2 separate regions of the Mus musculus genome follow, and region 1 is linked to region 2. Evidence: chromatin contacts called from public Hi-C data. All regions are on one chromosome and are shown on one strand. Each heading gives the region's core, a stretch centred on a gene start, on an enhancer-like site or on the middle of the called end of the contact. The rest is flanking DNA. Distances are from core to core; before and after follow the strand shown.

Region 1 (6,036 bases), core at 3,517-6,016, 65 kb before region 2:
CCACTATCCGCATTTCTTAGTTATTGCTCTTCTGTAGAATATCAAGTAAAATATCTCCAGGAGCCTCTTATTACACATATATTCATGAACAGAGATCACAAGCATAGAGACAAATGCCCATATCCCTGGAGCCACCAAACTCCTTCATAGATCCTGCAAGTAGGAGCTGGAACATACATCTTACAGCAGAATGCATCTCTAAACTTCTACTCCCAGGTTCAGAAGATGTAGCAGAAATGGAAGCCCTGACCCCCCCCCACCCCCACACACACACAATGTAGACTCTTGAGAGAGCAGGACAGAGTGGCCAGAGCAAAGGCTCAGGTTGAGTCAAGCCAGAGCCATCCCTGATAGGCAATGCCCCAGGGATTCCTGAGTATGTGGCTTTCCTCAACAGCCCTCACAGCAAGACATAGCAAAGCTAAGAAGCAGGGCCTATGTCCAAACTCTAGCCCTGAAGCCCCAAGCCCTCTGTGACTGTTTCAGAAGCTCATATCAAGCTCCAGTCCTCAGACACTTCTCTACAACCTCCCTGTCAACCTCGCTGCTGTCACCAGCCAAGCCCGGCCTTGAGGGACTACCAGGCTACCCTACTGTCACTCCTTCATCTTACCAAATTCTGATCCTCTCTTTTCTTCTTCCCATTCCAGTCACACAACTTTCACATCCTCCAAGCTTCAGGCATTTGTGAGGGAATGGTGAGCGTAGAATAGGGTTGTGAGCAGACACCACAAGTGACGGTAAATCTAGATCATCAACTTAATCGAATCAACTAAGAAACGTGTTTCTGAGCAGATCTGGAAGGACTAGCTAGCTGCAGGGGAAGACCCTCCCCAGAGTCGGCAGCACTTTCTGGCAGTGACCCAGCTATAAAGGGATCTGAGAGCGAGGTGATTCTGCTCCTGCCAGTCTACTTCTCTGCTCCTTGCTGGTGAGTGTGTCTGGTCTGTTGTTTGTGTTGCTGCAAACATCCCTCATGTCTTCAGCCTTGACTCATAGGATGGAGACCAATGGTTCTCTGAGACTTCAACTCCAGATTGGTACAGATGAGATGCGAAACCTCGTGGAGTCATCAGCCACCTGGTTCTCAGCTTCTCTAAGTGGACAACCAGCCATTGTTGGGCTTCCTAGCCATATTGTATGTGTAAGCCTTTCCCCTTTGTAATATGAATGCACACTCTGGGTTCCTGATTGAGGTATCAGGTGTCCTGGGTAGGCAAGTGTCACGGGACGACACTGGGAGTCAAATAGGAGTGATGGTAGTCTCATACTGCTGAGTGGCATTCTGGGAAAAGGTTCCTCTGGATAGGCCGTCTTTATTGTTCTGACCCCTGGGCTTGTGTGCCTGTTGCTCTAACTGCAACCAAGGGTGCTCAGCTAGCGTGAGATTTTCCACACCTTCCTTTAAGGATATTCTAATGCCACCAAAGGGCTGGACATGCAGATTGATGTGGAGTTCACAACTTTGCATGCACAAAGCCCTGGGTTCCATCTCCAGCCACAATAAATATATTTAAATAGCTTCAAGGGATCACATAGGTTTGAGACACAAAATATCCCTGGGTAGATCAACTTAGACCATAAGGCATAAGGTCTCCATCAACCGAAGCTACGGTTCTAAAGACAGGTAAATGAGACAGTCATGGTCCTCAGGGGTGGCTCGGATAGAGATATGAACCAAGCTCATCATCTGGCACACCTGAGTGCTATGAAGTATGAGACAGGCATGTAATGAGTGTGTGGAGCCAACAGAAAGCCTTCTTTATGGACGTGGGAAGTTCCAAGGAGTCTTCTTAGGGGCCTTCACTCGGGTGAGATCCAGACAATTCTATGTGACCAGAGTACAGTTTATTAAGGGGGTGTTTGTGAGGGGGGGGTGGGGGAAGGATTTTGTGTGTGTGTGTGTGTGTGTGTGTGCACGCACGCGCGCATTTTGTGGCTTTTAAACTTGTATTATACAAAGAATATCATTTTCCAACCAAGCTCAAAAATTAAAGTATAAAAGTAAAGTTTAAATTTTAAGAAAAAAAAATGCCAGCTTACATCTCTTATCTTACAGAGTTTCCTCTGTGGGAGCCAAATGGATGGCCCAGAGCTTAAGAACACCTTTTGTTCTTCCACAGGACCTGATTCAGTTCACAGCGCCCATGTCAGGGACACAATTGCCTGCAACTCCCATTCTAGGGGATCCAGTGCCCTCTTCTGGCCGCTTCAGGAACCTGAATTCACACTCTCAGCATTCACACAGACATACACACATTCACATGAAACTCCAAAACAAACCTTTAAAAAATATATATGTAAATGAAATTGTAAGGCCATTTTCGAGACATTGTTCAAGTTTAGATTGAGACAAATTTCCATAAATTCGTCTCAAAGTCGCATGATTGGTCTTTAACAAATGCGACCTATTCTTTCTTATAACGCTCAGATTATTCAGGGTTCTTTTCTCTTTAGATTGTCTTCCCTGATTCAGGAAGTGTGTCACGTTTAGTCAGCCGGTTAAACATATAAGCTAAATCCTAGAGTAAGATGTTTCCCCCTTCCCATGACCCTTAATGTCTTCCTCTCCTGCTTCACCCTTGTAATGAAAAACGATGACTGAACTGAGGACAGCCCTGCTCCCTTCAGAAGTCACCTCAACTCAGAACAAATGACTCCTCATAAAGCCACCAGCTGAGTCTCCTCCATCCCATGATGGAATGTGGCCCATGGCTTGGGGAAACCTCTCAGAGAATACGTCCTAAACCACAGATATTATGGTGACTCAAATAGCTCCAGCCCAGAAAAATACCCCAACCTGACCCTAAGCCCTCAGGATCTCCAGCCAGACTCCAGGCAACTTGAAGCTTGGGGGTTGGGAAGGGAAAATGTGGTCAGCCAGTCTCCAGGGAGCCAGGATGCAGGATGCTGGGCAGAAGTCCTGCCTGCTCTCCCTGAGACTGTTCTGCCTTCCCTCCGTGCCCACTCCCTGACACACTCTGAAACTGGAGTGAGAAAAACTGGTTCTGAACATCTTTCACTACCTCCCAGCAAATACAAGGGACAGGGAGCTGGACTCTGGAGATGCAGGTAGGGATACACTCTCAGGGTTCCTTGAGTTGGGGGGACGGGGGGGTCAGTAAGAATGAACATTTGGTTAGAGAAGGCCAGAGATGACCCAGTGAGGCTGATGAGACACATGTGACCACCAGCAAGCCACGTTCCCATCCATTCCTTTTCCATGACACCGTCATGTTTACCCAAGAAAGGAGCCTTTTGGATACCTGCTCCTCGGGTGCTGGAGCAAGGAAACAGCCAACACTCTGCACTTAAGCGCCTTAAAAGGAGATGCTTGGCCTCTGGCTTAATGACGCACCTGAGCCCCACCCTGAGACATGGAGAGCAGGAACTATTGTTCCCAAGACACACTGATGACGTAATCCTTTTCGCAATGGAAAATGATGTGAACTCTCCAAACAGACCCTTGCTCTACAGCCCTACAAAGCCAACCTTGCTCTGGTCACCCCACCTCGCACCTTCAGAAAACTGTCCCTTGTCCAAGTACAGCCTCCTAGTGAAAACTCAGACCAAACTATCCCTTGTATCTGGAGGTAGACATTAGGATGCTTCCCTGTGGCTTAATATTTTCCTGGCCTACCATCACTTCCTAAGTTGGCACGCAGGCCTGGGTCACCAGTTATGAGACTGAGCATCGTTTTCAGTGTGTATCAAAGCAGCAAGGGTGGGCTTTCTCCCCCTCTCCATCCTTTTCTATTCTTATTTATTTCTGTGCCCCAAGAGAAACAGGGCCAGAGTGTCTTTCTCACTGTCAAGTCCTTAGGGCTAACAACTATATGGGACCTTATACCACCATTCGAGAGTATAGCTGATGTCAGGATGCCTGTTTGTAACCCAAGAACTTGGCATGCTGAGGCAGGAGACTTTTGAGTTCAGTCCTGGGCTGCATAGGAAGTTCCATGCCTGTCTGAGTTGCGAGTGAGACCCTGTCTCTAAAATGGGGCTGGGAGGGTGGCTGGGGGCTGGAATATAATCCAGCCATACAATGCTTGCCTGCCTTGCCTCACATGTACAAGGCACTGGGTTCTATTCTCAACTCCAAAACCAGGACTAACAGAGTGAAGGAATGAGTAAGGAACAGAGGAGTCTCCTGTCCCTCTCTGTCTCTCTGCCAGGGTAATTGACTGTGGACCCAGACACACACTCTGTGGAATTTACCCAGTCTTTCCCTTTCTCCACCCATCAATTCACCTGTCCCATCATAAAGATCTGAGTTGTACAATAGCAAGTCCCCTAAGACTAAGTCCCCTAACACCCACACATCACTATGTTCCTTCATGGTACTGGCTGGAACTGTGAGTGGCTTGGAAGTCCAGTTCAGACAGGCTGGCTGATTAGCCACCACAGAATGTTTTATTAAAGGGCAAGCCTGAAAAAGAGAGAGAGAGAAAGAGAGAGAGAATAGAGCCAGTCAGAGGGGCAGAATGCAAGGTTCAGGTAAGCCACAGGCCATGTCTACAAGATGACACACCAGAGTCCCGTCTAGTTCCAAGTGAGGGGCAAAAGGGGGAAGGGAGAAGAGGGCCAGCTCTGTGGGCAAGGGAATCTGAGACAAGAGGACCAAGTCTTTGGGCAGAAGCGCCAGTTTCTAGTCTTCTCCGGAGGGAGGGGTTCAACATTCACGGGAGCCAAGGCAGCCAAAGCCTCCAACACAGCCCGCAGAGCTGCAGAGAGCGCAGCCACCACTTGGGGCGCTCATGTTCAGGCCACAGGAACTGACTCCGGGTGCCCTTAGGGAGGACCTGTCTCCAGTGACGTCACCGCCGGGAGCTGTATGGAGAGCGACGTGAAAATTGAGACCAATGGCAGGACTCAGAAGCCTTCCCACCCCAAGGCTGCCAAGAAGACCCACAGACTTCTCCAAGAGAGATAGACCCTCCTCAGCACCAGAGTGGTGCTCCCTGCCCAGAGTCCCAGACCAAGCCTGTGGCAAAAGGAAGCAACTGCTAAGTCAATCCACCTATCAGGTTCCCCAATACAGAAACCTTTGATTCCCACACTCTCAGCTCAGACAGAGCCTTCTAGCCTGCATGCTCCTTGGGTCTGTCCTGACTGCTACCACCGTCTCCTTGTCTTGATGGACAAATGGCTCTGCTGTCTGACTCTGACTCAGCCCACACCCAGGACTTGGGCTCCCCCAAGGGAGTAGACACATAGTACTCTCCCAGAGCACACACAGGGAATCACTCCTGCCACCCCACCCCCACAACTGTGATCTGCAGAGAGAGACAGATAAACCTCCTCTTCCTTCTCAGGAGACTGAGGGAATTAGGGGGTGGGGGAGTGACAAGATCTCATATCTTACCCAAGTCACTTACCCACACTCCCTGCCCCAAGTCCCAGACCAAGCCTGTAGGGAAAAAGAAGCCACAACTAAGTTAATTGACCTACTAGGTTCCCCAACACAGATACTTCAGACTCTCACACTCCCAGATCAGACAGAGCCCTCTAGCCTGAAAGCTCCTTAGACCTGTCCTGGCTTTACCATCTCCTTGTCTTGATGGGCAAATGACTCTGCCATCTGACACTGTCTCAGCCCACACCCAGCCCTGGGTCTTTTTGTTCAAGGAGCTACAAAGGTGTGAGAAGACTGACTGCAGGAGAGCAATGCCGGATACCCAGTCCCTTGCCTCCTGTTACCTCACCTCTGCTCCTCACCCTCCAGCAGCCTGCGGTAGGTAGCGATCTCAAAGTCCAGGCCCAGTTTGACGATCATGAGCTCCTGGTACTCACGTAGCTGCCGAGCCATGTCCTGCTTGGCTCGCTGCAGGGCAGCCTCCAGCCAGGCCAGTCTGCCCTTAGCGCTGCCTGAGGCCGCATCCGGCATGGCCTCCAAGTCTTGGCTTTTCTGTAGTTCACAAGGCTGGGAATGAAACAAAGAGCTTAGATAGATAGATAGATAGATAGATAGATAGATAGATAGATAATATATAAATGATAGATGATAGATAATAGATTGATAGACAATAGATAAAT
Region 2 (6,017 bases), core at 2,652-5,151:
TTCCTGCCTCCAGGTTCCTGCCCTGACTTCTCTTCATGATGCGCTATGATGTGGTGGTACGAGCAAAATGAACCCTTTCCTCCCCAGGTTGCTTTTGGTCATGCCATTTCTCACAGCAACAGAAAGCAAATCACAGTGGCATCTAAATACACTACCCGCTCTGTGGAGAAATGGTTCTTTCCAGGGTTGGCGCAGAAACACCTTGTTCCAGAGAGTTAGGAAATACTTAAAGGGTAGGAAAGGTGTGTTGAACAGCACCAAAGCCAGCCTGAAGGCACTCTGTTCCCAGAGAGGACATGAACATCAAAATAACAGGTGCAGCAGGTAGCACGTAAAGTAAGAATCCTGTCAGTCACGCGAGGTAAGGAGTCATACGCACACACAAGAGAGTTTCTCCATACAGAAGACACAGACTAGTAACCACCTCGGGGATAACTTGGACTTGGGAATAACTCGGACTTGGCTACTACCATAGTATTCATTAAGCCGAGAAATATCAGTGACGCTGAGACCGGAGAGAGGAAGTTTGATGAGGATCGGGGTGTGTTTACATGGACACAGAGTCTCTCCCCACATTTTCTAATTAAATAGAGGAAAAAGGTAATTTACCATGAAGACACCTGGCAGACACCGTCTTAACCAAGGGACAAAGGTTAACATCTCCAGTAATGGAACAAACTGAAGTCACTTACTGCCTACCAGGCCACTGGCTCTATGGTTCTCTACCCAAAACCCAAGAGAAATCTAATCTGGAGGAAATATCAAACAAACCCAGACTGGGAACCTTCTACTAACCTCAAGGAAGTATCAAAGTCACTAGTGTCGAGATGGGGGAACTTTTCCAGGTTAAAAAGTTTCTAACAAGACCCAGTAACTGAGAGCTAGAAGTGCAGGTTAGTGGAAGAGCACTTGCCTAGTACCCTTGGTTCAATCCCCAGCACAAAAAAAGAAAGGAAGGAAGACAGAAGAAAGGGAGGAAGAGAGGAAGGATAGAGGTTGGGGGGAAGAAAGAGCCTGTATATAGACAAGCCCCGCCCCCATCCCTGACAAGCCCCGCCCCCATCCCTGAGTTTAGTCCTCATCAGAGAGGTGGGGAGAGGAAGAGAGGGAGTGGAAGGGGCAGTGCGGGAGAGGAGGGGAGGGGAGGGGAGGGGAGGGGAGGGGAGGGGAGGGGTGGAGAGGAGGTAAGGAAAGGCAGAAAAGAAATGACAGCCAAATGCAGCAATGCATGACCATAGCCAGTTCCTCTTGCTGTGTACAGGGCATCGTTAGACCGACTGGTAAAACTTGAATAAGGTCTGACAATGAGGTGGCAGTTACCCATTGATAATGAATTCCTGAATCTAATGGCCATGCTGTAACTAAGTAAGAGAATATCTGTTTACAAGAAAGGCACACCACATGTAGTACTTGGGATCGAGGACCATCAGGTCCCGACTTCTCCACAAGTTACAAAGGACTCCAAAAACAGAGTTCAAAAATGTTTTCATCAGCTGCCACCACACGCTCCGACTTCATTTATCTCACTAAAAGCAAAGGCTAAAGCCAACTCAGGCAACCAAACCTGTTCACCCTGACTGTCAGGGACAGGGTGCCAGGCATGGGCTGGGCACACACCTCTGTGTCCAGAGGTTCAGACCCAAGGCTTGGTTGGGGAGGGCCAGACCAAGGCCACAGTCAAGGCTTAAGAGAGGAATTTCAGCGTTAAACACTCAAGAAGCCAATGGCCTCTGGGGCCCAGAGGAGGAGAAGCAAGCTGGTTCTTCTCACACCCCACAGCAGCCAAGACCTTCCCTCAGGCCCAGAGGCTCAGAGAAGGTGAAGGTTGGGAGGAGACAGAAAGCAGGAAGCAGAGCCTCTGCCCACTGGCGTGGCCACATCAGATTGACAATATTGAATACATATTTGTTGATTTAAGTCTCCACACCTCATTGTCTTCAGACCCCTCTGCCATATACCTTGTGTTACTGTCCAGGCAAGAATAGGCAGGGATCAACAGACACCAAGGGGACCCCCTCTCCAGCCAGCCAAGCTCTGGTCCACATTTTGCAACATTTAACAGGCTTGAATTTTCTCAGGGATAGTTTTATAAATGTCAAGAAATGAAAAATGGCCTGGGCTAGTGGTATATGTCATCATCTCAATACCCAGAAGGCTAGGACAGAAAGATCAAGAATTCAAGGCCAGCCTGGGCTACATAGTGAGCCTCTGCCTCAAACAAACCAACAAGGATGGAAAAGAACTGAAAGCCTGTCGATGTGAATCTTCCCTGCGTGTCTGAGAGCTGCTGCCCACAGGCCTGGGCAACTTCAGCTTCATGCCTCCCCATGAGTCCCCTGCCTCCCAGCGCTGTCAAGGGCTGAGCCATAGGGGATGCCCAATGGATGCTAAGTGTCTCTGTGGGTTTATGTCTTTTGTTTTGTTGGAGGAGGAGGTTTCTACAGTCTCCGTTCATATCTGTTTTGTTTTTAGACTGAGACCAGACCAGCCTCCACCCCTGTATGTAGCCTATGTCAGCTCCTGTCTCAGCCTGTCTACTGCTGTGATTGCAGGAATGGATCATTCTCACCATCTTATTTGTCTGATGGTTTTGTTCTACTGTGTTCTGTTCTTCTTGCTTTCCTCTGTTTTGAAGACAGGGTCTTACCCCAGGTCAGGGTCTAACCCCAGCTGACCTGGAACTCACAAACCTCCTGCCTCAGCTCGGGAGTCCCAGATCTTAGGTATGAGCCACCACTCCCTGCCTGTATGTTCTCTGTGTGGGTGTTTGCTCAGAGCCTTTGTCTGCATGCCTGGAAGGCAAAGAGAGGTGACAGCAACGTACTTCATCCTTCCTTCCTCAGCCTGCACAGGCCTCTCCAAGGCATTTGGTCCTTTAGTACGTGCTTGTCCAAAAGGACAAGGTCACGACGTGACATGGGAAGAACTGACGAGCTCTTGGCCCCACATGAAGGATGGCTCCCAGGATGAGAAGCCAGGCGCTAAAGAGACACAAAATAGAGGCTAAAATGGTTGTCATTGCTAGGCACAGAGATGGAGTCAGCAGCCCGCCCTCGGGCACTGTCCATTACCCTGAACAGACATCGTTTGCTGCAGCTGGGTGGGTCCCAGTCAGAGAGGGTGGCAGTTAGATGAAAGGGTTAACAGGAACTCACTACCTACAAATGTTCTGCAAACCCTAGGCGTCTGGACCAATGAGACAGACTAGACCTCGATAAAGCATGAAACACTTAGGTATCACACAAGGCTGTGCCCCGGCTGAGCTCTGGAACTCCAGTGACAATGAGAGGTTCTTTAGACTGAACCAGCCCAGGGATGGAACAGTAGCTGACACAAGGATCCCGTCCAGGCTTGTACGGCCTTCCCCCAGATGTTCTGTCTAAGAGGCATGTGCACATCACGGAGCGCCTGAACACACACCGATAGGGTACTCAGGAGATCCAGGAATGGGTATCACGATAAAATGGCAGCATGTGTGTGTTCCTGCCTGGGTCCAGCATCTGACCCCACGGTGACCTCCCTCCTCCCCAACCTGGGCTGACTCATGCTTCCAGAATGGGAACCTGAGTGTTCTGGCTACCTAGCCACAAGTGACTCACATCTCATCCAGGGGATGCTGTAGAAAGGGCTTGTGGCAGCTGCCAGCTCTCAAAACACACTCACTTATCACTTCCTGAGCACTTCCTGTGCACCGCCACATGGCCACGGGTATATTGACCCTGGGGATGTAAAAGCACCTTCCCCCTTTTGATAAAGGAGGGAAGTGAGGACCAAAAAAGAAGCCCACCCTGAAGGAGCCAGGCCTGGCTGCTCTTACAGGAGCATCCAGCATCATGATAAGATCCTTGCAGCCCCAGCTCAGCCACTGGGTGGGGCTAGCATGGTCCACAGTCAGTCTGACAGCACAGGCTGCACCCGGAAGGAGCTTCACAGGGAGGTGTCCTTGCTCTCCTTGGTCCCGGCCCTGCTGGAGTGGGTGGGTGGGTGGGTGAGTGAGGCGTGGGGGCAACTTAGCCTTTTTTTCATGCCTGTGGTTTCAGGTGGCCACTGAGTCAGACTTAAATGACTGGGGACTCATAGTGTCCTAGGTCAATCTGGCATTTCTTTGAAAGGCGCTTACCATTTCAATTGCCCCAGAACCACAGGGTACACACTGCTTTCCCCAGCACACCTCAGCATTCATAGGGCAACAAAGGCCTTCTTAGGGGCTAATCTCCATCATGAGCATGTGACGACGCAGGCGTGCACATATGCCTAACTCAGGTAAACAGCCAGGCCCTCCCAGATATACAGACCCCGTACAAGCCCTAGCTATGCTCAGTTCTCAGGCACCCATGTGTCTCCATGTTGCTCTTGTGTCCCAAATCCCCCGGCTGCTGTGAGATGGGAGGCTACAGTGCACAGCAGCAGGGCACGCACACACTGCAGACAAGTACATACCCAAGTTGTTCACACAGAAACCTGGGGTGGGACTACGAACAGGAAGAGGCTGCCACTGGCCAGAAGCTACAATCCCCAGCCTCATCTCTAGGAGTCACTGTCAAGTTCTCTGCCCCAAACCTGAACTCTGAGACAGGAAGGATGAAGGAGACCTGAGGAACAAGCTCCCCTCAGTCCTACCACCTGCCAGGTGGGCAGCAGGTGGCACCACTGGGCTGCAGATTAGGACCCAGCTTTCCTTGTGGTGGCAGGAGAGGGACATGCTGGTGGCTGGAATCATGTAGGATGTGGGATAATCTCCTACCGAGGCAGGCAGCTTGAACTCAGAGAGACTGAACCCCAGGAGGAGGTGAGGGAACTGAAGAGCACTGGAAGAGGTGGGAGAGAGAAGAGGGGGGGGCACTGGGTGAAGAAATGGAGAGGGTGAAGCAGGAGAGGAGTGGGCTGAGAGGGACGAGGAAGAGAAGAGGGACAGGAAATGAACAGAGCAGAGCAGAAAGACACAGGGAGGGAACCACATGGCCATCACATAGGCTCGTATCACCAGCCATAGCTCCCTTTACCTGCCAACCCAGGACTCGGTCAGGACAGACAGACACTGCTTGAGCTATGCCTCCTTGGTCCCTCCTTTCTTTCTTCAGACCAGCGATCTGAAGGTTCCTGGATTGGAGGGCTCTGCAGACAAGCAGAGTTCACCACCTCACGTGAAGTGCAGGGAGCAGGGAGTCTGTAACTTAGCTTGCTAGAGCCAAAACTCCAGAAGCAGGGACCCCAGTGCATGGACAAGGTAAGGCATCGTGTCTCTCTCCCCGCTGACCTCTGCTGGCTAGACTATTCCAGCCCAGAGGTGTACACTACCTCAGCACTTTGGCATAGGCTAGCTGGAGCCTAATACCACCACCAGCAAGTTCTGGGTGGCAGGCAAATGTGTCCTAGAGCGCAGGCAGAGGGGGCTGAGCAGAGCTGGATAGTGAGTTTCCCATCTCCCCCACCCACCCCATACCTTAACATCTCCACAGCCCTGACCTGGAGACAGGGCCAGAAGTCTTTGTTGCCTAGACCCCTCCTGTCCTGCTGTGCATAGAGTCAAAGCTGAACAACAACATGGAAGCTGTGGGGCCTACACTGCTGCAGTGTAGGTGAGGCCTGTCATTTAGACCTAACCAGTGACACAGTCTTCCTTGTCCTTTCTGCCCTGGGGGCCTAGGAGGGTCTGAGAGACCTCCTGACATGACCTCTGGGACAGGCTGTTTATCATAGCTTCATTCCCAGAATTCCCTGTCCCTCCAGCACCCAAGCACTCCCAGAGGTCAGGAGAGGCAGCACTGTGATGTGGTCCAGCCTTAGAGGCCTAAAAAGGAGTTGCTGAGGGAACCACAGTGCGCATTTGACCCTCAGTTTCCCCCTGTATCAGAGCCCTGGCACCAAAGCCTTCACTCCATGCAAATAGGTGACCTCACTTTCTCACTTCACTCCATCCTCCTTGATGAAACCAGAAGGCAAACCTCCCATAGTCCTCTAGTCCATATCTGACCGTAGCAAACCCTGCTCAAAGATCCCTTCCATGGCTGCCCACT

Evidence for each region. A called contact is a pair of places that touch in the nucleus more often than the background predicts.
Region 1: a Hi-C map of embryonic fibroblasts shows a contact between it and region 2, with 1.7 times the contacts expected there. The contact joins two enhancer-like sites. A contact is called at or near these places in 6 of 39 promoter capture datasets (cranial neural crest, embryonic stem cells, epiblast stem cells and 3 more), 1 of 15 datasets of contacts at CTCF or cohesin (embryonic stem cells), 7 of 484 Hi-C or Micro-C datasets (the AML12 cell line, adipose-derived mesenchymal stem cells, bone marrow-derived dendritic cells and 2 more), 4 of 115 datasets of contacts at active chromatin or transcription factors (the NIH/3T3 cell line, astrocytes, embryonic stem cells and 1 more) and 4 of 9 other capture datasets (adipose tissue, embryonic stem cells, liver and 1 more).

Annotation. Positions count from the first base shown.
Region 1 is chr15:101,452,266-101,458,301 of GRCm38.p6, reverse strand. Krt88 (keratin 88) reads right to left here. Exons shown (of 5, transcript NM_025487.3): 3 at 5,706-5,923; 4 at 5,379-5,410; 5 at 4,393-4,830. The coding sequence ends at 4,673. Among named protein-coding and RNA genes, the nearest start is that of Krt88, 7.5 kb to the right of the region's middle. Within about 2 kb of position 4,766, at least 126 of the 459 cell types and tissues checked have an H3K27ac peak or open chromatin away from gene starts, as enhancers often do. A contact at or near this core is called in the AML12 cell line, the NIH/3T3 cell line, embryonic fibroblasts and 1 more, where this site is marked.
Region 2 is chr15:101,385,970-101,391,986 of GRCm38.p6, reverse strand. The region is part of intron 1 of Gm35853 (a long non-coding RNA gene); the gene reads right to left. It also overlaps a transcript of Gm671 not described here. Among named protein-coding and RNA genes, the nearest start is that of Krt80, 19 kb to the right of the region's middle. Within about 2 kb of position 3,901, at least 83 of the 459 cell types and tissues checked have an H3K27ac peak or open chromatin away from gene starts, as enhancers often do. A contact at or near this core is called in the AML12 cell line, the NIH/3T3 cell line, embryonic fibroblasts and 1 more, where this site is marked.